2 separate regions of the Mus musculus genome follow, and region 2 is linked to region 1. A link is a contact called in public Hi-C data. All regions are on one chromosome and are shown on one strand. Each heading gives the region's core, a stretch centred on a gene start, on an enhancer-like site or on the middle of the called end of the contact. The rest is flanking DNA. Distances are from core to core; before and after follow the strand shown.

The links. A called contact is a pair of places that touch in the nucleus more often than the background predicts.
Region 2: a Hi-C map of forebrain shows a contact between it and region 1, with 2.1 times the contacts expected there. The contact joins two enhancer-like sites. A contact is called at or near these places in 1 of 39 promoter capture datasets (hippocampal neurons), 2 of 484 Hi-C or Micro-C datasets (cerebral cortex and forebrain) and 1 of 115 datasets of contacts at active chromatin or transcription factors (neural progenitor cells).

Annotation. Positions count from the first base shown.
Region 1 is chr12:106,473,181-106,476,018 of GRCm38.p6, reverse strand. It overlaps Gm51969 (a long non-coding RNA gene), which reads right to left. Exons shown (of 2, transcript XR_003950178.1): 2 at 1-23. Among named protein-coding and RNA genes, the nearest start is that of Gm32876, 4.6 kb to the left of the region's middle. Within about 2 kb of position 1,353, at least 30 of the 459 cell types and tissues checked have an H3K27ac peak or open chromatin away from gene starts, as enhancers often do. A contact at or near this core is called in forebrain, where this site is marked.
Region 2 is chr12:106,686,495-106,689,332 of GRCm38.p6, reverse strand. All of the region lies in intron 7 of 4933406K04Rik (RIKEN cDNA 4933406K04 gene), which reads left to right. Among named protein-coding and RNA genes, the nearest start is that of 4933406K04Rik, 28 kb to the left of the region's middle. Within about 2 kb of position 1,347, at least 10 of the 459 cell types and tissues checked have an H3K27ac peak or open chromatin away from gene starts, as enhancers often do. A contact at or near this core is called in forebrain, where this site is marked.

The sequences.
Region 1 (2,838 bases), core at 104-2,603:
CTCTTTTCTAAGGACACGTTGTTCTAAAAGAGACAGGAAGAAGAAAAAAACTGTCTGTAATTTGTCATGAATTTCAATTACAAAAAAAAAAAAAACTTTTGAATTTTTTTTCCGTTTTCAAGAAAAAAAAATTGGCGTGCCTCCAGGTTTTAAGAATGTGGTTAACACAGAAAATGACAGAAAGAGAAAGTGTGTGTGTGTGTGTGTGTGTGTGTGTGTGTGTGTGTGTGTGTATTTGCAGAAAAATCTCAGAACACAATATTCTCCTAGGCCAGGCTGAGGTTTTTCTGGACGAAGGTGCACCTGGCACTCTGGGTGAGAAAGAGGATTTTGTATTTATGGGCAATGGGATTGTTCTGGCAAGTTCCACAGCATGCCCCGGAGCTGACATCTCATAGAAGCATCTTCCAGCATCCCAGACTCCCATACACACCAGAGAACCAGTCTACACCCGAGAACACGGCTCAAAAAAGGGTTTTGGAGAGGAGAAGAGGAATCGTTTTGTCATTGGAAAGTCTAAGGGGGTCCCCTCCCCCCGATACACGGAATACTCACCAAACGGGAGCAGAACGGTTTTTTTTTCTTTCTTTTTTTTTTCTTTTTTGAAATGTGCAACTGTGTGAAACTTGTCTGGTTTCAGATTTACACAGAAATGTGGGCCCGTCTTGTTTTCATCCAAACAAACTCAAGCTGAAGAACTGTCTTTCCTAAACTGGGAGCACATTCCTGTTCCTTAACCCACCAGTGCTGGGTTCCCCCGGAGCGTATTAAATCTACGCAACACAGAGAGGTGCTTTCTGTCTTGTTTTCTGGAGGCTGAGCCCAGCAAACCCAGTAAACAGGTGGAAGACTAAAAAGAGCCATGAAAAAAAAAAAAAAAAACACACAACAAAAATAACAGCGACCTGTCCCCAGCCTTGAAAAACAGCCTAACTCCAGAGGTGCAGTGTGTACTTGCGTGGCCTCAAATAATGTTTGTCTCGCAAGAAAATGCGTAGCTTTCAGCGATAACACGGGACAGCGCTTCCTAACTTGCTAGTGGCCTGGCCTGCGTCCTTCTGATAAGAGGTCAGAGGTCACCGAGGCTAAAAGATGAGAACCCGTGCTTCCTTCTGCTCAGATCTGCAAGGAACAATTAAAGGCAGTTTTGCATTAAGGACTGACGTCCTCCTCAGTCTGGTGCCCCGGCGGTAAGCACAGCTATAGAATGCCTGTCCCTGTGGGGTATCCCCGCTCAGACCCAACCTGGCACTTTGGTACTACGCAGCTGGAATTTGAGGAAGCTCGTATTGAAAGGGGATGGTTTAGTAAGATGCAACGGAAGGTGCGGTGCGCATGCGCCTCCGGGGGAAAGCCATGGAAACTGCACCTTGCAGAACCTATCTGAAGGCCTAGGACCAAAGAGGTATTAGGGCTGAGCCAGAGAGACCCTGTTTGGAGCAGAACTATCAGAGGCAAGTGGTGCAGACACCGCGGATCTGGCTGGAGTTCAGAGGTCGTTGCAAGGGCTTTAACTCTGAGAGCTGTAGGGGAGTCAGCGAGGAGCTTTGAGCCTTCTGATTGCGGCACATTTTGGGAGAGGGGGCACAGGAACACACAAGCAGAGGTTCCCGAACAGCCCCGTCAAACCACCGCCAGGCTTCAGAGGCTCAAGCGTTGCTGTCGTTTTGGTTTTTGGTTTCCATGTTTCAGTTTACAAAAGGGTGATGATTTTAAAAATTAAAAAAAAAAAAAGTGACGATAGTGAATGAGGAAGAGAGTGTGCTTTCGGGCCTGAGTTCAGAGTTTATATAGAGAAGCTCAGCTGGGCTGGGGACATGACTCCCTGGGTAAAATGCTTGCTGAGCAAGAATGGGGACTTGAGCTCTGGAACCCACATAAAAAGCCAGGTCTGATGACACACTTTGTAATACCATCACGGGGCGGGGGCAGCGATGTGCAAGACCCCAAGATCAATGGTCAGGCAGCCTAGTCTGCTGGATGAGCCCCGGGCCATTGAGAGAGCGTGTGGTAGAAGACACCGGACTCGATCTCTGGGCTTATTAGACACACATATAAGCACACATAGGCACCCTCCGGCTCATGCTCTTCACAGAAACAGATACACACAGAGACACTCACATGAAATGGGAGAGGAAGAAGTTAAATTGAGAGAGACTTTACTGCACAGTGAAAAAGTCACACTAGAGACACTCCTCCCCACCGCCACCACCCCCACACCTCCTCTAAGCGTTGGCGGGAATTCCTAAAGGACCCAATTCTTGGTGCACTCTCTGAATGCCAGGTTTGGCATCCCCATGGGTTCAGGGCCCTTGCTACACTTTATATACCAAGCACGTGTATTCCTAAGCTAACCCACGATGCACAGTAGTTGACAGGTTCTTCCTACTCTGCTTTTCATCTCACTGAACTGTCCAGGGCCTCATTGTCTCATCTGTAAAATGGGAACTCTAACTTGGAGGCCTGGCTTCCTGGAGAGAGTCAGGCATACACGGAGACCACCATGCATCTAAAAGCACTGCACAGATAAATATGCGGTATTTACATAATTATGCCTCATTATATCCTTGGGTTTTTTTTTTTAAGGAATAAAAGTAAGAAAGCTAAAAAAAGACATCTAAACAAAGAGTTTAAGTAATGTATGCAGAGAATATGTGTATACACATATAGAGTTACAATGAAGATTTAAAAAAATAATGTGTGCAGTCAGGGGTGGCGCACGCCTTTAACCCCCACACTCAGGAGGCAGAGGCAGCTGGGTCTCTAAGTTCAAGTCCAGCAATGGTCTACAGAATGAGTTCCAGGACAGCTATGGCTGCATAGAGAAACCCTGTCTAA
Region 2 (2,838 bases), core at 98-2,597, 210 kb before region 1:
AGGTTTACCATCCATGGTCCAGAGCCAGGACTATTCCAACCTGGCTGCTGGTCTCCACACTTTGCCCTGGTCTTACCCAAAGATGCTCAGATACAAAAGCACAGAGAGTATTAAAATGTTCGAGGGAAAGATGCTCCACCTGAACAAGACAAGCCATGGGACACAAATGCCCCAGAACATCTTTTTCTTCCTTCCTTCCTTCCTTCCTTCCTTCCTTCCTTCCTTCCCTCTTCTCTCTCTTCTCTCTCTCTCTCTCTCTCTCTCTCTCTCTCTCTCTCTCTCTCTCTCTCTCTCTCTCTTTCTTTCTGTTACTACAGACCAGCAAAATCCAGGCATGTTGCAAAATCACACACGAGAGCCAGGGGTGCCTGCAACCCGAGCAATGGACACAGGTAGGATTTTCCTAAGTAGCCATCCTGCCAGGAATACACAGCCACCTGCAGGCCTTGAATTCTGGGACAAGTGGGATTGAGGCGCCTCATCCACCGAGCTGAGGTGAGAGCTGAGGTGAGGGCAGGTGATGAGGCAGATTGCTGTATGCCTGGTGGATCTCCGACAACAGGCACACATCTGGATTGTGTTCCTCTTTTATTTAACTTACCCTTGCTTGCCCTGTCTTGCATTTTGCCCCAGTCCCCCCCCCCCCCGATTCTTAATAAGTAAGCGGGACAGAAAACCGGAGAGGGAAAACACATCAAAATGGTGAGAATTCTGAAAATACATCTTTCCAAATTGTGCAGCTTGGTACTGGCAGGATGACAAGGGGCCCTGCATCCTGGTGCAGACAGCGCCGCAAAAATCCCACAGCTTGAGCCCGCAATATATGTATGTTATATGCCAAGCGCTAAACGAGTGCTTTTAAACAAACGATAACGATCACGCCGATGCTCCCAGGATGAGGCTAGGAGAATGTGTGTAAAGGGTCTCTAGGTTCAGATCTGGACACAAGGTCCACCTCGCTCTGCCAGCTGGTGACTAGCCAGGGACCGGCACTACAGCATCCCCTTGGCCACAGCTCCAGGCTCTGCATCCATACCTGGGTCTGGCACCACCAGGCACTTGAATTTCATCCTCCTTGCAAGGCATGTGGGGTCCAGAACATCAGACAGCGTGTTTCCTTGCGCTCAACTTCATAAACTTAACTAATAATTCCATTCGCCCCATGCTAAAGCCACTAGCTCAAGCCGCAAGCAACTTAAATGAAACGGGTCATAAAAATCCCTCTCTCTCTCTGCCTGTGCTTGATGCCGTCGTTAAAAAAGAAGGGATGACAGAGTGAGGGAGGGAAGCGCTGTCATTCCTTTATGTGAAGATTACATTTAAAAATAACCGACTAACAGTCTGCACTTTTCTGGGGCCTGACGTCTCGAAACGCATTTAGATTGATGCAGGCTGGGGCTGAAGTTCCCAAGCTCAGTAAACAGTCAAGTGTTCTTAATAGAAATTGCAGTTTCCCGACATCTGTTAGGGAAAAGGGAGCGGGCGAAACAACAATTTAGAGTGAGATTGGTTTTGTTAAATGCATTTAAATTCCAAGATTAGTGTGTTCTTTCTTTTTCAATTAGCATTCACTTGGAGAAAGGTTACAGATGAAAGGGCCGGGAAGACACGGTGGGTTTTGGTTGGATTTTTTTTTTTTTGAGGGGGGTGTTTGTTGTTTGTTTGGCCTTTTTATTTTTTTTCTCTCTCTCGCTGCCAGGGCACTCTCAAGCACAATACAGCTAAAGCAAGGAGGGGATATAGACGTAAAGGCACTTATCACTGATGTAGAATGGAAATGGCAAAGCTTGAAGCAGACCCATTCCAAAGAGAAGGCAGGTGGGCACTGAAATAAACCGAGACTGTCCAGTTTCCATGATCCTGCCCTCGGCGTGGAAAAAGTAAAATAAAAAACGGTGTGCATTGCTTTGGGGGGAAAAATACAAAAGATGTGTGTTTTCTAAACAGGCTACCAAGCAAAGTGTGTGTGTGTGTGTGTGTGTGTGTGTGTGTGTGTGTGTGTGTGTTTTAAACACACCTCAGCTCAGTCTGGGTGTGTAAGGAGCTGTAACTAGCTCCCCCCCCCCTTTATACCCTTTATAGAAGCATAAACAGACCCAGAAAATATAAGGCATGTCTCACCTGTTTTAGTGCCATTAAATAAACCTCATCTGCTGCCAACCTGTTTGGGGTGACATTTGTTAAATAAATACATTTTGTGGAAATCAGGATGCTCACACAGAAACAGGCCACCAACGTTCTCAGAGAGGCTTCCCAGGGCTCGGAGCCCTGCCCCCAGGGAAGGTTCGCGGCTTGAAGTTGCAGGAAGGGGTCTGATCTCCAACCCCTCAATGGCTTTTGTTGCTCGCCCTCTGGTCCTCTGTCTCCCATCCGTCACTCCCTTCCTTCATTTCTCCCTCTCTCCACAAAGTATGTTTATTCCTTTTCAATTTTTTTTCTTTTTCATGTTTCTATATAATTTCTGTTTTTAGAACTATATTAGCATGCATAGCTCGGGCACGCCTGCAACCTTTAAAATACTGTTTAATCCTCCTGACTACTTCAAAATAGGCATTGTGGGAATTCGCTTCCTGGGAAGCTATGGCTACCATTTCTAATTAAAAAGCTAATAAATTAATTAAGAAATAATGTCAACCAAGACTGTTCTCTGAAGTATCTCTGTGGACTTTGAAAGACACCAAGACGATTGCTGTTTCCGGTGACTTTTTTCTTTTCATCTTCTCTCTCTTTCTTTCTTTCTTTCTTTCTTTCTTTCTTTCTTTCTTTCTTTCTTTCTGTGTGTAGAACTCAGTGATTTCTCAGAAAACGTAACTGAAGAAAATGAAGCAGCTTTGACTG